Linked DNA regions of Mus musculus: region 1 is linked to region 2. A link is a contact called in public HiChIP or PLAC-seq data. All regions are on one chromosome and are shown on one strand. Each heading gives the region's core, a stretch centred on a gene start, on an enhancer-like site or on the middle of the called end of the contact. The rest is flanking DNA. Distances are from core to core; before and after follow the strand shown. Region 1 holds the start of Nipal3 (NIPA-like domain containing 3). Region 2 holds the start of Crybg2 (crystallin beta-gamma domain containing 2).

Evidence for each region. HiChIP or PLAC-seq counts read pairs in DNA pulled down with a chosen protein or histone mark.
Region 1: a contact with region 2 is called in a FOXA1 HiChIP or PLAC-seq map of pancreatic cancer cells. The contact joins the promoter of Nipal3 here to the promoter of Crybg2 in region 2. A contact is called at or near these places in 1 of 39 promoter capture datasets (liver) and 1 of 115 datasets of contacts at active chromatin or transcription factors (pancreatic cancer cells).

Annotation. Positions count from the first base shown.
Region 1 is chr4:135,491,913-135,497,650 of GRCm38.p6, reverse strand. It overlaps Nipal3 (NIPA-like domain containing 3), which reads left to right and starts at 3,073. Exons shown (of 12, transcript NM_028995.4): 1 at 3,073-3,221. It overlaps Stpg1 (sperm tail PG rich repeat containing 1), which reads right to left and starts at 1,664. Exons shown (of 9, transcript NM_030189.3): 1 at 1,505-1,664.
Region 2 is chr4:134,064,389-134,070,030 of GRCm38.p6, reverse strand. Crybg2 (crystallin beta-gamma domain containing 2) reads right to left here and starts at 1,579. Exons shown (of 20, transcript NM_001162970.1): 1 at 1,495-1,579.

The DNA of each region.
Region 1 (5,738 bases), core at 1,824-4,323, 1.4 Mb before region 2:
GCAGCCAGTATTCACTAACCGCATTGCCGTGTGACCTTGCTGTTTTAGTAAGGACCATTTTTTAGCCCTCCCGTTAAGGACGCTGCTGTTGGAGAACGCTGGGAATGGTGTCTCATGAAGACAAAGCCCTGGTTTGTTCGGCAGCAACAGCAGTGGGACGTGTAATCCAAGCACTTTGAAATAGAGGCGAGAGGATCAGAAGTTCAAGGATAGCCCGATCTACACGCTGAGTTCTAGGCCAGCTTGGATCATATGTCCAGACCCCTATCTCACAAAACAAAGCAACAGGGCTGGAGAGATGGCCTAGTGGTGAAGGGCACTGACTGGTTTTCCAGAGGGCCTGAGTTCCATTCTAAGCATTCATATGGAGGCCCCAAGCCATTATATAGCTCCAGTGTAAACAGACCTGATAATCTCCCTTTCCTGGCCACCACAGGCACCAGGCCTGTGTGTGCTACAGAAACAGACAGACAGAGAAAAATATCCATATTCATAAAGTGAAAATTAATTTTTTTAAATGACAACAAAAAATTTTGGAGTGATGTTTTCTCCTTTAATGCCAACATGAAAAGGTGGATGGATCTCTGTGAGCCTAAGGCCAGCCTGGTTTAAATAGAGCTTTCCAAGCTAGCCAGGACTACATAGTGAGACTTTGTCTTTAAAGAAAAAAAATTCGGGGCTGGAGAGATGACTCAGAGAGAGGTTAAGAGTTCAATTCTCATGAACATGGCAGCTCACAACTATAACTCCTGTTCCAGGGGCAATCTGACAACCTTCACACAGACACACATGCAGTCAAAACACCAATGTACATAAAATTAAAATAATCTATTTTTTAAAAGTTGCAAGAGATTTTTAAAATTATGCTTCTCACGCAAATTATCAAATTTTTGGAAAATTTTAAGAAAGTATAAAACTGTCAAAGAGTACATTATTCTACCACCAGAAGGAAACAAGTATCTATCTTGCTTTCCAGTCTTCCATGGAATGCTGGTACAGTTGGTAGAGAACAGATATAACCTAGCTCTGCCCAGGATGCTGCTTGCCAGGTGAGCCTCCTGCACTTGATGGGTCATGACGGATGGTCACGGTCTAGCCTGATTTCCTCCAACTTGAAACATCCCTACTAAAGGATAGTGGAAGGCACAGGAGATTCAAAAGACCTTTCAAAGCCCCAGGAGATTGACCCATTAGCTATTTTGCTTGGTGAGAGAGTGTGTTCAAGGCCTACATGGAACTGTACCAACTGGTTAGTGGCTTCGAGAAGCCAGTCTCACCCTTTCATTTGGCCAAAATGGAGTCCAGAATAAAGACTTGCTGAGGAAGACGCGGGAGTACCAAAAGGGTTCTGTTAGAGCTGGCTCTTGGAGGTTCACCCACCGCCCAGTTCTGAGACCCCCTCAAAGACTGAAGTAGGGGCATCAGATGTCCAACCATTCACCGGGCCCAAGGGGGAGCTCTTTTCACGTTGGTACACTGAGGGCTTAAGCTGACCCACTCGTACCCCAAGTGGCACCTTCTGGCATCCGAGGCACCACCCAACTGGCCACAGAGATTCCGCACGCACCCGGAGTATGGAGGTCTCCGTGGGTGTCCCATGGAGTGCGCGGAATCCTCCTCAAGACCTCAAGGACCGGTCCCTTAACAGGAACTGGTTCCTAACTAGTCAATCTATCCCTCCCGCCCGGTCGCTATGGCAACCACTGGCCTAACATTCCAGAGTCCGGCGGCAGGCAACTGGCTAACTAGCCAGGGGTGTCCTCTGTGTCTTTAATGTGAAAAGCTGTTGACCAATCGTTGGAGACGTTTCAAAAACCAACAAAAAAAGCTACCAGAATTTTGGGGTTCGGATTGACAATGCTAAGGAGAACCTGTTAGGCAGGGAACTAACTATTAGGGTTTTTGTTTCTGGGGTTCAGTTCCCTTTTCTTGTTTGTTTGTTTGTTTGATTGTTTCGGTTTTGTTTGGTTGTTGGGTTTGTTTGGTTTGTTGTTTTTGTGACTCATCGAAGGAATAAACCCAAGTGTTCCTACCCATCCATCCACACCCTGAGTGTGAGAGCAGAAAGGTCGATGACATAATTCCCCAAGGGCAACCGTGCAGTATTCCAAGAGCCCCTTACCCGTTTCACCGCAGCCACAGTGCCTAGCCACAGCCCGGCTTAAACCCACCAGCGTCTTCTTTAAAATTATGGGATAGTCCCCTGTTAGAAACTGTCTCCCGCTTGTTCCTCAGATCACATCTCCTGCCACCCACGCCTCAAGAAAAAAAAAAAAAATCTCGCACCGACCCAGTTGGTCTTTGGGCATCTCCCATAATACAATATGGCAGCTCCATCCTCTCTTAAACTCTCCCTCCCAGTTCTACCGCGTTTCCATCGCTGAGGTCTCCCCAATGTCATTTCCTCGTAAAACCTGTGTGATCTCAACATCTCCCCCAGAGGTTGCTGTGCGGCTCTGGACTGAACGGCGCGTGCTGAAAAATGAGCGCGCTGGAAGCTCCACGCGCAGGTTCATGCTCACAGCCGAACCCCTGGGAAACAGCAGCGGGCGGGGGAGGGGTGCGGGGGGGGGGACGGGACTACTAGGATGATTGACAGCCTACCGGGGCTGCTGAGCTGCAGGCGTACCGGGAAATTAAGGACGCAATACAGCCAACAGGTGGGACGCAGGCGCAGGAAAGAAGGGGTACGCACGGTCCCCGAGACGTGTCAGGGCTCTGCTGGGTTTCGATACTGGAGCTACCTGATGGAAGCAGCAGGGGCGCCGCCCGGGACGGTCGGTGGCAGTTAGCGCAGACTGCGGGGGGACACCAGGCGGGCTGCTTAAGCCCAGCCTACTTGTCCGGCAGGTGGAGGTGAGCAGCCATAACTTGGGGACCAAAGCAGCCCGGACTTCTTCCTTTGGCCGCTAGAGGGGACTCCTCCAGGTGAGTGTCAGGTCGCCCCTACGCTTCAAGCGAGCTTGGCGACGCAGCCAATTATTTCAGGATGTCCCGCCCATCCCCTCCCGACAACCACTCGCCTGCGCAGAGGCTTCGCCAGCTTGGGACTGGCAGGCAGTGTAACAAATCAAGTCTCCACCTTTGAAAGCAAAACACTGCAGCCCCTTGGAAACTCGGAGCTGGGAAGGGATCCAAGAGGCTGTACCTAGGGGTGGCACGGAGTGTCCGAGTCGCTTCTCCGGAACCTGGGATAGGTGGATCTAGAAGGAACGTCCCGGGTGAGTCACGGTCATGACTGAGGGAAGGGGTACTTGAAATCAGGCTTGCTGTTTTGATCCCCTAGTATAAATATAGTCTCCCTTGTTGTTGCCAGCCTTGTCAGTTTGGGTTCTGTTGCCTCCGATTTTTTTTTTTTTTTTTTTTTTTTGTCTCTTCCATATTTTCAAGGAGGGTGGGCACGGGTTTGCCTTAATGAAGGAGATGCTGGGCGTTACCAGATGAGGAAGTGGAAGGCCAGTACTGCCGGCTCCAGCGTGCAGGAAATAGCCGGTGCGACTGGCAGGTGGATGGAGGGAGCTCTGTGCTTGGTACTGAAACAGAGGTGTGTCTCTCCGAGAATGTCACCCCTCAGTGCTCAAAAGCCCCGGGAAAGAAAAGCTTGGCATGAAACCGACGTTCTTTGGTCAAACTGAATCGTCAGGTGGTGACAAGACCTCCATGCACGCACGCGGGGGGGCGCGCGCGGACACACACACACACCCTTGTTTTTAGTTACAGCCAATTTCATGGCCGCGAGGCTGTTATGCTCGCTGGAAGACTTGCTCGGTGGGGTTAACGGAGTTATTCATTTAGATGAGGCCGGGGGATTCGAGTGGAAGCAAGCACTTTGTGAATTCTCTTGGGTCAGTGACCATAAACTGTGACTGTGATTGTCAACACTGGCTTGGCTGTGTGCCTCTTGGACATATGTCAGCCTTGGACCAACAATAAACCATCACCAGGCCAAAGTGTGAGCCTTATAAGGGAATGCAACTTACAGAGTCCACGGAGGCTTTGGGGTGATGCTACACGGCAGTTCAAGGAGAATCTTCCTCCCTCTGTCTTTGGGTATTCAGAGCTCTGGGGGTTCCCTGGGTAGAGAGGGGAGTTGAAGCTACTGTTTAAAAGCCAGTGACTCAACACACACACACACACACACACACACAGAGGGGTGCGGTGGGGGGAGACAACCTGCTGTCCTCCCTAGCTGGTTCCCAAGGCCTGTTTGCATTTTCTGACATCCTGTGGGTGGGGCTGGGTATATCTGTTTGTGGCCATGGGTTCTGAGTAAGGCATTCTTTTTTTAAACCACAGTGTATCATGGGCATTACATTTGGTCGAGTGGGCATCTATGCAAGTTACCTTGCCAGGCTCTGAGCTAGGTTTCCAGGAACAGCAGAGGACCTGACAGGTGCCTTCAATCCAGGGCCCCCTCAACTCCAGGCTGGAAGCAGCCCTAGGTCTCTCCCAGGTAGAAGGAGCTCTCGAGCACCCCCATATTAACGATGTCAGGACAGAGATACAGACATTTAACACAGAGTTGCTTTCACACACATGCAGTCTAATCCAAGAGTAATTATAATTATGCCCTCCCAGTCTTCCCAGAAAATTATGGTTCCCAGTTGATCCTATATGCATTGGATCTAACATATCAAAAAACATATGGGAGGCATCTTGCAGAAATACTGTCTCAAATGATAGCAGCAGCAACAACTTAACTTTAGGCCCTTTGACAAGGTGCAACCTGGGCAGAGAGGTCTTCATGGCTGCCCTGTACTAAGCTGGCATTTGGTGTCTGTGCCTGTCTGTCTTGTGACATCAGTGCATGCTGTTGCTTTTCCTAGGTGTGGAACAGGAGGTAGAGGGAACTAGAAACTATGTGATGCGCAGGTTTTTAAAACCTAGGCCCTCAACTCTTTCTTGGGTAGATGCCTGGGAGCTAAGAGCATAGATGTATGAATGAACCCTATAGGGTTACACTGGGGAGTGGGCCCACAAGATGGCTTAGTGGGTCAGGGTAGTTGCGGTTAAGCTTAATGAGTTGAGTTCAATCCCCAGGACCACTATGTAGGATGGAAGGAACTGGCTCCACCAAGCTGTCTTCTGTGCACCTTAGCACACCACATCCCATCGGATTTCCGCGCAGCCCGTGGCACAGAAACATGAGTCACGTTTTACAGCTAAGGAAACTGGCTTAAAAGCTGGGGGTAACCTGGCTGAGGTACACAAGGTAGCACATGTCAGATCAGAAGCAATCCAAAACATGTCAAGAGGCCATCGGGATGGCTCAGCAGGCGAAGACAGCTGTCAGGCAAGGCTGGAAGCCTGAGTTCAATCCCTGGAACCCACTGCGGGAGGAGAGGACTGACTGCCACCACCTCCACAAACACACGACGACCCTCAGACACTCACATACGTGACGATAACACATTAACAACTACAACGTGAAGTATAGTAAACAGTTTGCACAATAGAATAGAATATAAATTCATATGATTTTTGTTTGGTGCTTTGTGTGGGGTTATTCTGTGTGTGTGTGTATATATATATATATATAATATATATTATATATAATATGTATAATATATATATATATATTTGAAAGCATAAGGCTGGATAGAACCTTTTAATACAGTGTTAGGGTTTCCACTGTGAGCTCTTGGATTTTCTCTTCTCTGTTTGGGAGACAAGTGTGAGAAACACTGAAAACAGCAGTCCAGTTAAGCTAACAGGGTGATCTTTATCCCTGCTTCAGC
Region 2 (5,642 bases), core at 330-2,829:
GTTTGCTTTTATACTTTCAGGGAGAGTCTCATTTTGTAGTCCTGGCTGTCCTGGAGCTCACTATGTAGACCAGGCTGACTTCGAACTCACAAGAGATCTCTACCTGAATCTGCCTCCCAAGTACTGAGATTAAAGGCTTGCACCACCACGCCTGCCCCTCTTTTTGATGTTCTGAGATAGCATTTTGCTATGTAACTCTGGCTGGCCTGATAGCATTTATGTAGCCCACTGTGGGCTCCAACTCAAAACAAGTCTTCGTTCTCACCTTCCCAAGCAGAGGGCTGGGATTATATGCATATACTAGCATGGCTGACTGGGGTTCCCCCCAGGGTTTGCTCATTTGTTTGAGACAGGGCCTCATGTGGACCAGTGCGGCTTTGAACTCTCTGTTCCCAAAGAGGGTCTTGAACTTGTTTTTTTTTCTTAAGTTACATTTGGTGAGTGTGTGTGCCTGTATGTGTGTGCACATTCCTGCATGTGTGCATGTGTGTGCACATGTATGTGGATACTCGTGTGTGTGTGTGTGTGTCCCACGATGCACGTGAGGACAGCTTGTGGGTTGTCCCCTTCCACCATGTGGGTTGAGAAGACTGAGTAGTCAGGTTTGACTGCAGACAACCTTTGTCCACTCCCTAGCCGTGACCTTGAACTCTGATTCTCTAGCCTCTACTTCCTCTGAATGGTCAGATGATAGGCATGCCCAACCCTTCCTTTTCCCAGCTCTGGAATGTAACCTAGGGCTTCAGAGGTGCTAGGCAAACCCTCTACCAACTGGGGGACCTCTCAGCCCTGGGGTTCACTTCAGACCTTAAGGAGCAATCCTTGCTTATATCTCCAAGTATGACATAGCAAGGCTGTTTTCAGACCTAGGGACCCCAAAGACCCTGCTCACCTAGCCCCCAACAGCTATACCCAGAGTGAGACATAGGCCCACTGCCCTAATTCTCTCCCCACTCCCTACCTCCCTCCTTCCTAAGAAACTGGAAGAAACAGAACTTTGACCTGCCCTGTGGCCCAGCAGTGACTCAGGTTTTATAAGGGGGCATAGATGAAAGGGCCTGAGGCCCACAGATGTCTGACTCAACTCCAGGACCACTGCTGGTTGTTACCAGTGTCTGGGATAGAGTTTGTGGGGCCTCTGACAGCCTGTGAATAAGGATGGGGAGTCCTGGATGACCCCCAAGACTTCCTTAGCCAGGGTCAGTTGAGAGCAGACACACATGGACACCCTAGGCTCAAACTCAGCTCCTTACAACAGCCCGACCCTGCCACCCTCACTGAAGCTGTGTTCTCTCCCCTGGGATCCCCCACTTTGTCCCTTACTCAGCACCACATAAGTAGCCTCCTCCTCACAGAGTCCCCTGTCTTCATCCCCCCAGATCGCTCGTCATTGGCGGCAAGCGACAAAGCTTGAGCTCTAACCGATTTGTTCACTCATTCATTCATTCAGTGCTAATTATTTGGGGCCAAGTGCCAAGTCCTGGCCAGACTCACCCAAGGCTAGCTTTCTTAAGAAGCTGATATCCCAGGAGTCAGATGTTTGGAAGGTCCCATGGGCTTCAGCAAGGCCACAGGGAAACAGCTTGGGGGAAACTGAAGGAAGGCAGTCCGCACAGGGTTGTATTGATGACGTCCCAGCAATCAGCTCCATGCCATTCTAGGCCCAGCCCAACCCAGGGACAACACCCCCTGATGGCCATTCATTCCTTAAGCATGTGGTCATAGCTTCTGCTTGAATACTTCTAGGGACAGGGAGGTCACCTCCTGACAGTTCACATGTCCCATCCCTAGACAGTCAAGATGGCTAAGATGTTTTTCATGTGTGTTGGAATGTGCCTGCCTATAGCTCCCCACTTTTGCCTTTGTCTGGAGACACACCCCAGTAACCTAGCTACCACCCCTGCAAACACAAGGGCCTGTTCCAAGAGCCCTCTCTTCTCCACGTCTACAAGTGGATTTGCTAGCAAGGTGACCTGTGACCTCTAAGCAAGGTGTGTGGGTATGGGAAGGGAGAGGCTGAGGGGGGTGTGGGGGGAGCGTGGGAAAAAAATCTCAGCTAACCCAACAAGTCCTGGGATTCTCCCCGCTTACCTGTGAGTCACCCCCAAACTAGGCCAAACCAGTCCACAGGCCCACATGCTGCCAAACACATGGCGCATCAGACAGGCATTCACAGAGTCGAAGACCCACCACATCACACAGCACAGAAATACAGAGATACCCGCCTAGACAAACGCAGCCAGGAACACACAGCAACACACACACATGGTCACACACCAAGAGACACAAACACACAGGGGCTCTGTAGGCGTGCAAGCCACACGCTCCACTACAGAACACACAGGCACCACAGCACATGTATGCACGTATCTCCGGAACACACCCATTCAGCTCACAGCCAACAAACAAGCTCTCTCTGCTTTGCAATCCATCTGCCCTTGAATAGGAACCTGTACTTGGTGCACGCAGAGCTCACACATTCCCGCGTGCTACCCGGCTGTACTCTGCCCTTTTCCCCACATTAGTCAAACCTGCTTAAAGAACCCTCCAGCAGAGAGTGGGTCCAGAAGGACAGTGTCCCTGAGAGTCACCTCCTTCCTCTCTAGGGACCTCCTACATTCCAACTCCAGGCTGTATTCACCTAGACCCCAATCAACCAGAACCCCATGTCCCCCACCTCACCCTCCTGCCTGTTTCCCATCTGCTTCTAAAACCAGCTCACTTTCCACCCCCTCGTCCTTGTACAGACTGCCTTCCTATGCTGGGGTACCCTGGCAGCTCTCAGGGCCAGTTTGGATCACCCGTGTCCTCCTCCCTAGGCACAGAACTGGCACACCAACCCCTACCTGGACCTCCTTGCTTTGGCTTTGTTAAGGGTGCTTTTAGATCCATAGTATGTTCCACACAGCAACCACAAGTTACCCTGTGCTCTGCACAGGGCCAAAGAGACCTCTTTGCAAGGTGTGCAGCCTTAGGGGGTTTGGGGAGGTGGCTAGGGTGTAGACAGACCTGGGTTTGAATTCTGACTGGCTGGTTGGCTTTGGGCAAGTGACTTACTCTTGCGGAGCCTCAGTCTCCTGCTCTCGTTAGCTGGGGTTGATGGGAAGGTTAGCTCCTAGTCTGTGGATTAAAGAAGACTACACTTACACTTGAAAAACAAAGCACAGATGACTGGCGCCTCTGCCATCAGCAGCAGCTTCTCAGAGGCCCCTCTGGTGGCCTAGGACTCGCCTAGAGAGGCCTCAATTTCATTCCTCCTTACTGAGTTATGAAGAAGCCATGCCTCCCCGCTCCGAGCCTACCAAGATGCTTTAGGGGACTCACTTCAACACAAATAAAACTCTTCTAAGCTTGGGAGTCTCGGCGCCTCTTTTCGTGGCTGCCCGCAGAGCCTGGTGGGATAATTACCATTGCCAATGGCGTGTACTTAATAAGCATCCCTGTTATTTTGCCAGCCCAGCTCAATGGAGTTCAAAGCATGTTCCAGTAGCCACCCCCTTCTTCCTCATCTCTGACTACCATACCCATTCAGCAAAGCAAGACTCAGAAAAGTTAAGCAACCTGTGCCAGGGCGCCCAGCACCTTGGCAAGGTTCCTATTCCCAGGCTGGGTCCGCAATCTCTTGCAAAGAACCCAGGATTAACAAGAGTACCTGAAAGGAAGGTTACCCTGGCTAGCCTATCCTCTCCATGATGAGATTTCCCTTCCAGGGGTGGGGGGACAGGGAAGGAAGGCAGAGGTGGTTTTCAGCCTACGGGTGGAGAGAGAGAGAGAGAGAGAGAGAGAGAGAGAGAGAGAGAGAGAGAGAGAGAGAGAGAGAGAGAGAGAGAGAGAGAGAGAGAGAGAGAGAGAGAGAATATGAGAGAATATGAGAGAATATGAGAGAATATGAGAGAATATGAGAGAATGAGAGAATGAGGGAGTGGACACTGAGTCGTCTCACACCCAAGGGTACCAAATGAATGGGAGCTTCAAGCGTGGGGAGTCCAGGAACAAGGCAGAGCGACCCAAGTAGGAGTTGCCACATCAGACTCACCTCCCGCCATCACGTCCCTCGGGTGCCAACCTTTACTTACCGGCTGTGTGGGATTCCAGGTTCCCAGCCCACTAGGAGCTTCTGCCGGACCTTGCTTCCCTGATGCTGTGGGGCTTTCAGCGGCGGCTCCCCAGGCGGGTTGATTGGATACCCAGTGATGGGGCGGAGTTCCTGAGGAGGCTCCTGCCAGCCCCTGGATTCCTCAGGGCCGCAGGGGTGGGGAGCTGGTCTGGCCGGTTCCCTACCTTCCTCCCCAGGTGCCCGTCCGCACCCTTGCAGGGTGACAGTGATATGGTAGCGGGTCCTTCTGACACAGAGACGAGTGTGTACGGGCTCTGGCTCTGGCTCGGCTGGCCCTGGGGTGTCGGGCTTACCCTTTGCCCTTGCTGCTGTGAGAAAGGACTCCGGGTGGGGCCATAGGGGTGCGTCTTCCAGGTTGCCAGGTAGCTCTGGGGCGCTGTGTTGGGAGTGCTGGCAGGGGGTGCCTGACCATCCCTGTTTCAAAGAAGGTGAAGCAGGCTCTGGGCCAGAGGGATGGCTGGGACCACCGATGGCTTCGGCAGAGCCTGCCAGCGCTGGACACTCATGCTCCATCGAGCCATAGCCAGCCAAGTCACAGGCGCTGCCCACGGCTGGCCTCTGTAGCCTCCCCAGGGGGTCAGTTTGTCTTCCTGAGCTGTGGAGTCGCTTCTGACTCCATAAACCACCGTGGCTCCTGACTCGAAGGTCCCATTCTGAATGGCTTTGGGTTTGGACCTGGTGGAAAACAGAGGCAGGGACAAAGTGACAGGGACATGGTGTGGCATCTCGCCTCTGGGAATCTAGGGACCCTTGGCTATCTTTGGCTGTTCTCCTTGACCCACAGGAAACTGAGTAGGACCTCTCAGAGCAAGACAGTGAGACAGGACCCTGGCCTAGCCTTCCCCAACTAACTTACACTACAGGAAAGATAACATGGAATCATATCGTAGGGAGGGGAGGACTGCTAGCTGTCAGGTGCCACACTGCTGCCCTATGCACAGGGGTGGCACTGGGCCCAACTCTAACTGCTCTTCCTGAAGCTTCCTCACAACCGTGGTGCAGCTTTCTGAGTCCCTAGCCTCTGGCCCTAATTTAGGGATTAGGGAGTGTGTGGGCAAACCTGGCCCAGCTGCCCACAGCCTCTCCTATTCCCAGTCATCAAAAGGCCCGGGGCCTCCTTCCCTAGGCCCTCCCAGCCCCAAGTTCCCACAGGATAGAAGCAAGCTCCACTACCCCGCTCAGAGGAAGGGGACAATTCCTGACCTATCTGCTGTCCTCCCTGGGAGGAAACAGTTGTGGGAACACTGGGAAGAAGAGAAGGAGCCCAGACACTGGCCCCACATTACCAGATTTTTTTTTAAAGATTTATTTATTTATGTATGCATGAGTACATAGTTGCTGTCTTCAGACACACCAGAAGAGGGCATCGGATCCCATTACAGATGGTAATAAGCCATCACGTGGTTGGTAGGAATTGAACTCAGGTCCTCTGGAAGAGCAGTCAGTGCCTTTAACCACTGAGCCACCTCTCCAGCCCACATGACCAGTTTTTAAGGATGTTCTTGGAAGCAGGAGAACCAAATCT